Regions from separate parts of the Mus musculus genome. Here regions 2, 3 and 4 are each linked to region 1. The links are chromatin contacts, called in public Hi-C and promoter capture Hi-C maps. All regions are on one chromosome and are shown on one strand. Each heading gives the region's core, a stretch centred on a gene start, on an enhancer-like site or on the middle of the called end of the contact. The rest is flanking DNA. Distances are from core to core; before and after follow the strand shown.

Evidence for each region. Promoter capture Hi-C pulls out the DNA fragments that hold promoters and counts their contacts. Hi-C and Micro-C count contacts between places; a contact is called where the count stands out from the background.
Region 2: a promoter capture Hi-C map of hippocampal neurons shows a contact between it and region 1, with 2.9 times the contacts expected there. The contact joins the promoter of Syde2 here to the promoter of Ttll7 in region 1. A contact is called at or near these places in 3 of 39 promoter capture datasets (hippocampal neurons, liver and pre-B cells) and 3 of 115 datasets of contacts at active chromatin or transcription factors (astrocytes, cardiomyocytes and embryonic forebrain).
Region 3: a contact with region 1 is called in a promoter capture Hi-C map of hippocampal neurons, with 5 times the contacts expected there. The contact joins the promoter of Mcoln2 here to the promoter of Ttll7 in region 1. A contact is called at or near these places in 14 of 39 promoter capture datasets (the 3T3-L1 cell line, 3T3-L1-derived adipocytes, the HPC-7 cell line and 9 more).
Region 4: a Hi-C map of cortical neurons shows a contact between it and region 1, with 2.8 times the contacts expected there. The contact joins the enhancer-like site here to the promoter of Ttll7 in region 1. A contact is called at or near these places in 15 of 39 promoter capture datasets (3T3-L1-derived adipocytes, the C10 cell line, the HPC-7 cell line and 10 more), 4 of 484 Hi-C or Micro-C datasets (the G1E-ER4 cell line, cortical neurons and pre-megakaryocyte-erythroid progenitors), 8 of 115 datasets of contacts at active chromatin or transcription factors (craniofacial prominence, embryonic basal ganglia, embryonic forebrain and 4 more) and 1 of 9 other capture datasets (embryonic stem cells).

What each region holds. Positions count from the first base shown.
Region 1 is chr3:146,851,103-146,853,626 of GRCm38.p6, forward strand. It overlaps Ttll7 (tubulin tyrosine ligase-like family, member 7), which reads left to right and starts at 1,265. Exons shown (of 21, transcript NM_001357217.1): 1 at 1,265-1,487.
Region 2 is chr3:145,986,611-145,989,134 of GRCm38.p6, forward strand. Syde2 (synapse defective 1, Rho GTPase, homolog 2 (C. elegans)) reads left to right here and starts at 1,260. Exons shown (of 7, transcript NM_001166064.1): 1 at 1,260-2,524. The coding sequence starts at 1,389. Gm35352 (a long non-coding RNA gene) reads right to left here and starts at 885. Exons shown (of 3, transcript XR_376174.3): 1 at 762-885.
Region 3 is chr3:146,148,570-146,151,093 of GRCm38.p6, forward strand. Mcoln2 (mucolipin 2) reads left to right here and starts at 1,264. Exons shown (of 14, transcript NM_026656.5): 1 at 1,264-1,437. The coding sequence starts at 1,361.
Region 4 is chr3:146,327,708-146,330,231 of GRCm38.p6, forward strand. No RefSeq gene overlaps it. Among named protein-coding and RNA genes, the nearest start is that of Gm40167, 17 kb to the right of the region's middle. Within about 2 kb of position 1,259, at least 118 of the 459 cell types and tissues checked have an H3K27ac peak or open chromatin away from gene starts, as enhancers often do. A contact at or near this core is called in the G1E-ER4 cell line, cortical neurons and neural stem cells, where this site is marked.

The DNA.
Region 1 (2,524 bases), core at 15-2,514:
CTCTTCTCTTTCATAAAACCCAGTTTTCACAAGGGTCAGACTCACACCCAGGTCCCAGTGATAGCTATGTTAAGGTTTACAGTGTATTTCCCCCATCCCCCACCTCCAGTGTTAAGTCCAGATGGTCAGCGTCTGTTCTACGCCAGTTAAAGCCCCATCTGAAAACCAGCAGCATTCCCACTGATCTCAATAGGAGTAGAGTAGCAAGTGAAGGCTAGAATTGAAAATACTTCCACTGTAATGTTCATGTAAGTGCTCAATTGGTGTTATTCAAGGGGCCAGTTTATTCCAGAAACAGTAACTTTAAGTTGTGAAATTTCATTTTATTTGGGATACATAAAACACCCCACCCTAGTCTTATTTTATAGGTAACTGCCAATTTTCTTCTAGATGGAGAGCTATACAGTTGGTTGTTAACCATTGTGTTCTGGAAACGTACGTGAGTCTGGCTGGGCACGAACTGTGGAAGTCAAAGAAATTTCATGCTTATGAACTTTCCCTATCCTGTGAGGTTCATCTCATGTGAGATAACGATTATTTCCGGGTTACCAAGACAGTAATCATGAACAGAAACTGACTGAACTCATGAACAAGAAAGCACAACTATTCTTGAATTTCTTCTGGACTTTATCATAGCTCTGTCCAAAGTGTCTACCCCTTCAATCTACGTTTTCCAACTTCCGTGTTGAGATTTTGTTAGCGGGCTCTAAGCTCCTCAGACATCCTGATGCAAGGGCGCTCACTTGATCTTACTTTCAGGTTGACTTTTGATACTCTATTATTATTATCTAAATATAGCTAAATAGTAATAAAAGACCAGAAGAGCCCTTTTGCGAGATCTTAGGCACTCCTGTGTGTTAAGCTGACATGTGGACTTGGGACCTGGTGGTCTGGGTCACAAGATGAAGAAGGAGGTGGCCCAGATAGATGTCAGGCCAGCTCCCCTAGCATCCCCTTAGGAGGGGATGGCACCCTGGAGCTTGCGTTGCTAGGTCCTCTGTTAAAGGCGTTCTGAACGCTCCCTGAGCGGGACCAAGAATAAGACGGGGTGAGGGGTGCCCTGGAAAGCCCAGCTCATTCTTCTGCATACCTAGATGAGAAGCCATGGGTCCAGGAGGTCCTTAGCGCTCAGGCCTAGTTGTGGGTAGAGGACCCTTCTTTTCCTTGGTTTCTTCTGCCCGTCTCCAGCCCTCTCGAGGTCCTGGTGCTTGTACCTCCATGCACGATGCGCACCCCTGGGCGCAGTGGGCAAATGGTCTGGCCCATCGGTAGCTACCACCCCCTTGGGCACGACAGCTGCTCCAGCTGCTCCTGGTCCGGTCGAGCTTCTAAGCTCTGAACCGCGGCTGCCCCGGGGGGGTGGGCGAGCTGAGGTGATCCCAAGACGACACGCGGAGTGGACCGACCGGGGAGCCGCCAGCCGCTGGCGGGGAGTGTGGGCCACCAAGAGACCGGCCACTGGATCCAGCCAGAGAGGTGCCTCAGCTGTGAGTACCTGCCCTTGCCCCCGCCCCTCTCCTCCACACCCCAGGTCGCTGCGCCCATTCCCTCCAGTGCCTGTCCTGGAGACTTGCCAGGGTGGAAGCGGCTGAGGAGGGCGGCTGCTGCCAGGCTCATGATTCAGCATCATTGGCGCCCAGTGGTTTGGGCAGAAGGAGGAGGGGACTGGTCGGGATTATTTGTGGGGTCCCACTTCAGTTTCTAGACTCTCTCTGGCAGGATGAAGTGGGCAGAACTCCCAGTCCCCCGCTGGGTTGAGCTGTCATGATATTCTGTCCCCAGCCCCAGTGTCAACCTGCTTGAGCAAAGCATGTTGTGTATTCTTGAAAGTGTGTCAGTGAGATCTCTTTTCCCACACGTCTCCTTTCTCCACTTCTCATCCCACTAGACATCCACTTTATCTGATATCAAAACATCCCCCCAAACTGAAAAATTTTTTTTATAGAATTTGTCTTATATTCAGCATTGGTTTGACGGATTCAAAAAAGAAAAGATGTATAGGAATCATGAGTAATATCATATATTAGGGGCGTGTGTGTGTGTGTGTGTGTGTGTGTGTGTGTGTGTGTGTGTGTGTGTATAATTGTATCACTTCAACTCAGAACCAGTTCTGGAAAGTGAGGAAGAGAGAGCTTAAATTACAATCTCAAGGTCACAGAACAAGAATTTGAATCCAGATCTCCCTCTCTCCAACATCCGTGGATCGTCTACTGTATCAGTCAGTGTTGGGTCCACTTATGCACTATTAGATATTAAGTATAATATTAATTTTCATAGGAGTAGTCTCAAACACTAGTGACAGCAACCTGTAAACTTTCTGCACATTGCCCTGCGACCCTGTGCAGAAAAAGTCCATTTCCTTAGCATCTAGAAAAAAAAATGTATATTTGGACAATACTCTGTCGGAGAGCTGGGCCTGAGATGCCTAACCTGCTTTTGGGTGATGCTGGATGCTCGAGCCTCGGGAGAATCAATTAGCAGCACAGTAAGCAATCTGGAAATGGCTATTTAGTTTTTGGGTAAC
Region 2 (2,524 bases), core at 10-2,509, 860 kb before region 1:
CTGTCCTCCTACTGCCTCCATCTTAAGCCTCCTTCCACAAGCAAGTATACCACCACACCAAGCCTAGCACAGGGAAGATTACACGCATACAGATACAGGGGGATGACTCCAAAGGCAGAGAGCCAGGCGCTAACAAACGGCACAGATCCAAGTGAGCTGAGAGGATGGAGCGTTTAGGCACAGAAAGCAGCTGGGCTTACATGGAGGACCATACTGGAATAAGTAAGGACCATTCACTCAACTACCACTTTTGGAGGACTTGAGTACCTACTAAGTGCAAGCATGTGCTAGATATTTGTGCGGTATGAGTGGCTCAAAGGTCATTCCCAATGCATAACAACCAAAAAGTATAGCTGAAATCAGAGATGATGGCAACACTGATTCTTATCGATCAGTGCCAGGCCAGGCAGGGTTTGGTATTGAGAGTAGGTATTTCCAAATTTCACCCTTTCTCTATTTCGACCCAGTGAACACTGAATTTCAGTTAGCATTTTTACATTTAAAAGCTGTAAACTAGCGCTTTTAGTTTGGTAGTTGTACCCGGGGCTCTTATCTGTGGTTCCATTTAACAAGTTTTGTTTGATCTAGGGATTAACGTTGGATGAGAAGGTATCATTTTTACAGAAGGAGAAACAGATTTGAAAAAGAGGGAACCGAAGTGATCTAGTACATAAAGGACTTTTTTTAAAAATTCCTTATTGAATAGGATTTGCTACAGATTTCTTTTTTATTGTTTATTTTTACGTGCATGGTTGTTTTACCTGCACCTATGACGGTTTACAACACGCATGCCGGGTGCCAGCGGAGGCCAGAAGAGGGCTTCGGAACCCCTGACACTGGAGTCCTACACCAGAGCAGCCAGCGATCCTTACAACCGAGCGACCTCTCTAGCCCCGCAAATTCCTTTCCAACAGTTCCGGGGAGCAGGGAACCGATCAGAACATCTTGGGGACAACGCTCCTGTGAGATACACCTGCACTCGCACTTGGTCGGTCCAAACAGTCTTTGTTACTCTCAAGCTAGGACTTGCTGCACCGGAGCCCCGCCTCGCGCAGGGGGCAGCGGGGAGGGGCCGGGGCGGTTGGCGGGGTGGCAGCCCGACCCGCTCCACCTTTCCCTCTCTGCAGCCGCGCAGGCCCCGCCCCCGGAGCGCCCACCTCGGGAACGCCGCGTGTTGGCCCGCGCGCCCCGTCGCGGCTCTAGTTCCGGGGCATGCGCGCTGCGGCGCCCGCGCCCCCCTCTACCGACCCGCCGCTGCCGAGTTATGCCAAGTATGTGAGGAGCTGGCGAGGACCGGCCGTGGTCATGGAGAGCCGCCGCCTCCGCCCGCGCGGGACTCGGAGCCCGCCCCGCGCCCCGGGCGAGCCGGGCTGCTGAGGGCGGCGCTCATGGCGGAGCCCCTGCGGAGGACGCTCGGCCGGCTCCGAGAGCGGCACGCTCCCGGCGCGCTCGGGCTGCACGCGGACTCCGTGGCGGCCTCGCTCTCCGAGGGACGCTCGCCGCCCCACGAGCTCGCGGGCCCCGGTATGGAGCGGCCCGCATGGGGGACCGAGCAGCCGGGCGCGCGGGTGCCATGGTCTCGCGGGGCGCAGGAGGCCGCCGCTCTGGGCCGCGCGCTTGCTCGCGCCTCCCCAGGCGCCTGGGGCAGCGGCGACGACGACGGGGAGGACGAGGGCGCCGACTACTACGAGAACCTGCCGGCGGGCTGCGCGCCCGAGGGGGCGGAGGCGCTGCGGGCCTCGCCTTCCCGAGCGCCGGGCTCCTCCCCGGGGATGGAGGGCGGCCGCCTGGAGACGGGCAGGCTGCAGACCCAGTTGCGAGAGGCCTATTATCTGCTGATCCAGGCCATGCACGACCTACCCCCTGACTCGGGCACGCGGCGGGGCGGACCCGCGGGAGCCCGGGCTCAGGGCCAGCAGCCGCCTCTCCCCCGCGGCGCAGCCGTGCGCCCAGCCTGCAGCCTCCGAGGCGGCGACCGCCCTCCGCAGCAGGTGTCCCCGCCCCGGTCGCCTCCGACGGAGTCGAGAGAGGGACGGCCTCCCAGTCCTCGGATACAACTGTCCAGTTGCAGAAGTCTCGAGAGCCTCCGCGTGAGCCGGCGGCCGCCTCTGCTCCAGCGGTGGGCGAGCGACAGCTGCATCAGGTGCGGTGCGCACCGGGACAGGGACGAGCCCCAGCCACGTGGAGGTGGGATGGACGGCTGGAGCCCGGGCAGCCACAGGGCTGCTACGTCCGCCGCTCTCCTGCCTCCCATCTGCCATGACCCCAGCGGGTCCTCGGGACGACCCTTTAAGGATCCTGTGGGGACCTCTGTGATATCCAGCAGCCAAGAGGACCATCCGGAGGATCTTCCCCTCAAGCCACCTGCGGTGACTGTCAAGAAACTGCAGAAGTGGATGTACAAAGGACGTCTGCTGTCCCTGGGGATGAAGGGTCGCGATCGCGGGACAGCACCCAAAGTTCCCGGAGCGCAGACAACCTCTCCAAATTTGGGCAGTTGGAAAGTGCATGAAAACCACGTCCT
Region 3 (2,524 bases), core at 14-2,513, 700 kb before region 1:
GTACCCCACACATAGGTATCACTCATGACTTGCAGAGACCAGAGGACTTGCTGGAATGGATTCTCTCTGTCCACCCCATGATTCTGGGGTCAAACCCAGGACTGGCTACACTGGGGGGAGGGGGCAGTGTACAGAATCCTGAGCATGAAGGTACGGTGGGCACTGTGACTTTTCAGACAGACTTTCTCAGACTTTCCATACCCAGTAAGCGTATTTCCTAAAAGAAATTTGGAAAAACAAAAACAAACAAAACTCAAGCATTTTTACCCAGTAGTTTTTGGAAAGTGACTTTTTAAAACAGAGTAGATTTGGAAGGGTGGGGGTGGGGCAGAATATTCCTCAACACCAACAGCCCTTGTGAGGTGCAGACAGGAGGACCAGGTTCAAGGCCAGCGTCAGCTTCATAGCAAGTTGGAGGCCAGTCTCAGTTATATGAGGTTGTCTCAAAAAGCAAAAAACAAAACAAAACAAAAAACAAAAACCTTACACAAAGGGTCCAAAAGGCTCTGTCCAGCTCTTTCTACATAATCCTCTACAAACTGTCCTTTGCCCTAGCTAAACATGGGGACCTTTCGAACACTTCCTAACGCACATAGCCTGGAAACTTAGGGGTTTAGTTAGCTCCACTGCATGGTGACGACAGGAGCCTCTGAGCCGGTTCTGTCCAAAAGGCCCTGCTAGCTTCAGGTTGGGTACTGTAGCCAGGTTCATAGAAACCAATTGTCTTGAAGCCCCTGCTTTCAGGCAACAAGGGGGAAGGGCATAGAGGCCGCTGGGGTGGGCTACTCTGGGCTACTCAGGGGTCAAGCAGACTGGCTGCAGAAAGCTGACTTGGTGGCTGAGGCTGGGGTCTTGCTTTCCACATGCTTGCCCTGTCATCCTAACTACTTGTTAGGGAGTTATCAGAATAAAGACTCCTTAGTGAAGAAACCCATCCCCACGAACTTATTGATTCCAAGAGGGAGGAGCATCCGGTAGAACTCAGTACCAACACTTTACTTGTCCAAAATCCCAGCGTTGGTAGCACGTGCTTGTTGTAATCTTAGTACTCAGGAGGCTGAGGCCGGAGGATTGCTCTGGTTGCCAGTGTGGGCCACATGGTGAGCTCAAAAGAAATGCAATGAACTTTTGAAGGAGTCAGAGGTCTGGGGGCGGGGGTGGGGTGGTGGGGTGGGGAATGGGGCGGGAGGGAGGAGGTCAGGACGGCCAGGGGGGCGGGGTGGACGACGGGCGGCCTCATAGCAGGCTTTCCGGACGACTTCCCTTTATAAGGGCGTCCACTCCACCTGCATCTCGCAGACACCCGTAGGCGGAGCCGGGTGTGGGGACCGTGGGGACTGAGGGAATTTGGGGTCACGTCATGCCCGGAGACGAGGAGACGCTGGACCTGCCTGCGTGGAACCGCGTCCCGGACCTGACTTGGGGTCCCCACCACAGGTGGGTACTCCCCCAGTGGACCATGTCTGGTGGTCGTCTGGATTCCAGCGTCCCCTCCTGGAATATCTCCCGCCGAGAAGGTGTCCCTGAGCTCACACGTGGACCCCATTCTGCCTCGCGTCCGGGCTCTCCGCTACGTAGCAAAAGTCCTTCGTGACAGCGCCCTGGGTCGCCCAGCGCTGAAGGAAGTCAGCGGCCGAGGGTGGGGACGCGGGGGGCGTGGCGGGAGGACAGGGCCACGCGTAGCGACCAGGGTGCACACAGCCGCTTTTCCGCAAAGTCCCGGGGCTGAGATCAGAGCGCTGACTGGAAGGGTAAGAGGCTTTGGTCCCCTAAGGCTTTCATTTGGGGGCCACTGAACCTCTGGGCGGGGAATGGGTCTAGCTCCTTCAGTCCCGGGAGCCCTGGAAAGTTCTGAAGGAGGATGGCTGGCCCTGAAACTGACGGTTTTCCCAGGCAAGAGACCCGGAGAGACAGAGAGGGATCAGATGTTTTATGACTTTTGTTTTTTGGTGTGTATGTGTGTGTGTGTGTGTGTGTGTGTGTGTGTGTTTCTTTCCTGGTGACAGGACTCTGAAAAGATCCTGGTTTGCTCTACCTTAGAGTTCTTGCTACCCCGGGCAAACTAATGCTAACTGCTTGCACTCGGTTAAAAATGAGGCTGATTGTTTGCCTTCCGGAACAAACCGACTTTTTCTTAGGTGGGAGGGTTGCGGTGTGGTCAACCCTGGTTTCCCCAGCTCTATGAAAAGGCGTTCAGTGAAGCCAGGTGGCTCTGCCAAGCGGCCTCTCCTGAGTTTGAATGTCTGCAGCAGCGCAATTGAGCCGGGGAGGTGAGGACAAAGTGGCCTTTGGCTCCTGCTTGCTGCTCTTAAAACAAATAGTGGCGGGCTGTTAAAGTTTTCTAAGGGAGCAGGGAGCGGCCTCTCCTTCCTAGCAGGATGTTCTTGAAGCCAGCAAGGAAACTGAGCCATAGGGAAGTTAGTCTATGATGGCTACCTGAATGGATGCTTTTCTGCAAGGGTGGCATAGACTTCTCAGACCTTCAAAAGACCGGTTTTGAACTATAAAACCATGTTGGTGGGGC
Region 4 (2,524 bases), core at 9-2,508, 520 kb before region 1:
TCTCTATTTCAGATGTCTAGAGAGGGACAGGCACTGCATGCATGCTTAATGAGTATTAACTGGGAGCAGCTGAAAGCATTAAGGACCAGCGTGTAACAGATTAGCTCACAGGGAGTAACCCAAACACATCTCCTTGGGGTTACATTTATCAGGGCACCTCGCTGGGTGTTCTCGCCGTCAGGAACCGCTTTGTAACCACATGCCCACTGCACCAAGGCCTCTGCCTTAGGAAGCGGCGCTGTGTTTGTTCACCCAGCGGAGCTTCCAAGGACATGAATTAAACATTTGTTCCTCCCAGCTCTGGCAGTTTGCCGCATTCTTGCGGAGGAAAGTCTAAAATGGCTTTGTTCTTTTTGCTGCAATCAAGGAGGGACCTGGAAGCAGAAGATACGGTAAGGCGAAGATCTTTAATTTGGCCACTAGGTGGCAAAAGAGTTCTACTGAAGATACTGCAGGCAGCCCAAGGCACTCTTAGGGAAATCCTAGACAGGTTTTCAGAGCAGGACAGGTTCTGTGAGAAAAGATCTCAGGGAAATGAAGGAGCTAAACTGATGCGAACAGCCTCTAGCACTCTGATCAAGACTACAAATCAGGATCCCAACTTCTAGAACAATCTTGTTCAACAAGCCACTCCGTTTCCCCCTCTTTAGGTATGCTCGTCTTGTATTCTCGGCGAAAATACAATAAGGAGGTGAACGTGGCATTTCAAATTAAAATTTAAACGTGCAGTTGCCAGTCTCGCGGTAGACACCTCTGAGATGACCCAAAGGCTTCGGACTCATAATTCTAACCCTCTTATGTCCTCGATCCCACCCCTTACGTCCTTACCCCGGCTGACCAGCAAATGTGCAGGTCAAATGCAGATGGAGACTCTAGCCAGCAGACCCGAATCCAAGCCCATTTGCCAGGTTCCCAAACCTTGATGTCTAGGCTTTCTAAACAAAAAGAGGAGGAACGACTCCATCATCAAATTCCCACCCAAAGACCATAGACATTCATCAGAAAGTGGACTTACTATCATTTTTATTTTAAAAATATTTATGATTGTGATGGATTGAATGAGATGTTCCCCCAAAGTCTCCAGTATTTGAATACTTGGACACCAGTTTGCAGTACTGTTAGGGGCAGCTTGGGAGTTACGGCCTTGCTGGAGAGCAAATGTGGACTTTGAGAGCTTAAAGCCTTGGCCAGTTTGAGTTGGCGTTCTCTGCTTCTTGCTTGCAGTTTGAAGAAGTGAGCTCTCAGCTTCCTGCTACGGCTCCGCCCATCGCGGCTCCGCCCATCGCGGCTCTGCCCCTCTGCCATCATAGACCTTTACCCGTCTGGTACTGTAGCCCAAGTATAACCTTCCTTCTATAACCTGTCTTGGCCACGTTGTTAAGCAGTAGAAAAGTAACTAAGACGCGGTCTTTTAAATTTTCATATACCCTATCATGTTTCAAAAAGGTCTTACAAAACAACTAAGCCACCCACACGTCTCAGAGACCAAGAAGTGCTTGAATGATGATAGCCCTTTCAACAAAAACTATTAAAAATATTTACTGGGTGCCACCTTAGTTAGTTTGTGTGAGTTATTTTACCTAATATCCTGTCAACAGAAATCATATTTGTCTAGCTCAACTGGCTCTTTTTTCTTGCCAACTATGAATTCATATTTTTGACAAATGAGAAATTTACACTAGTGGATCTACCCTGATGTGACCTTTTTCTTTTCCTGCCACTTTTGAGCTGTGTGAGGACACTGGGTGCTTGTGTGGCCTTGGTGATGCCCACATTTCTTAAAGCTTGTAGCTAGCTGTATTGTTATTTCAAACCATCTTAGGGAGATAGGTAATGCTGGAAGCACTTGGTTCTTCTTTTCCAAAGACCATTCTCTTGTTAAAGGGATCAGAGAAGAATCGATACCATTATAAATAAAGAATTGTGTTCCCAGGAGGAAGGAGCAGCTCTTCCTTATTCAATTATAATTAATAAATGAGGAGTTAAGGGAAAATCCACAAAAATCAGATACTGTGATTTTAAAAGACTCTTGTAGGTGACTCTGGATAAGTAAAATGAAGGCAAGGTCCCGCACATTGTGATTGTTCCTGTTCAGTATCCCATATTGTCCACATCCTTAATAAGGAGCAAAAAGATCACATTTCCCAGTCTCCCTGGCAAGTGGTTCTCACATGATTAACTTCTGGCCAATGGAATATCAACACCTGGTGGGTTAATTTCCAGGAAAGCTTTTAAAAACAGAATATAGACGTAGCCTTTTCCCTCCCTCTTTTTTCTTTGCTTCCCATCTAGAAGACAGATTTTATGGCCGCTATTATCGTGGATGCATGTGAAACATGAAGCAGCTGTAGGTATGGAAACCACGTGCTGACATGCAGACAGAGAGAGAAAAGGTCCTGATCACCCCGCAGAACTCCCAAGCCGGAACCAGTCTCACTGCCTCCAAACTATGCAAGCATTACACAGCACTCCACGTCAGGAGTTGGCAGCCAATAGAAACTTGAATGGACACAGGAGTATGAAA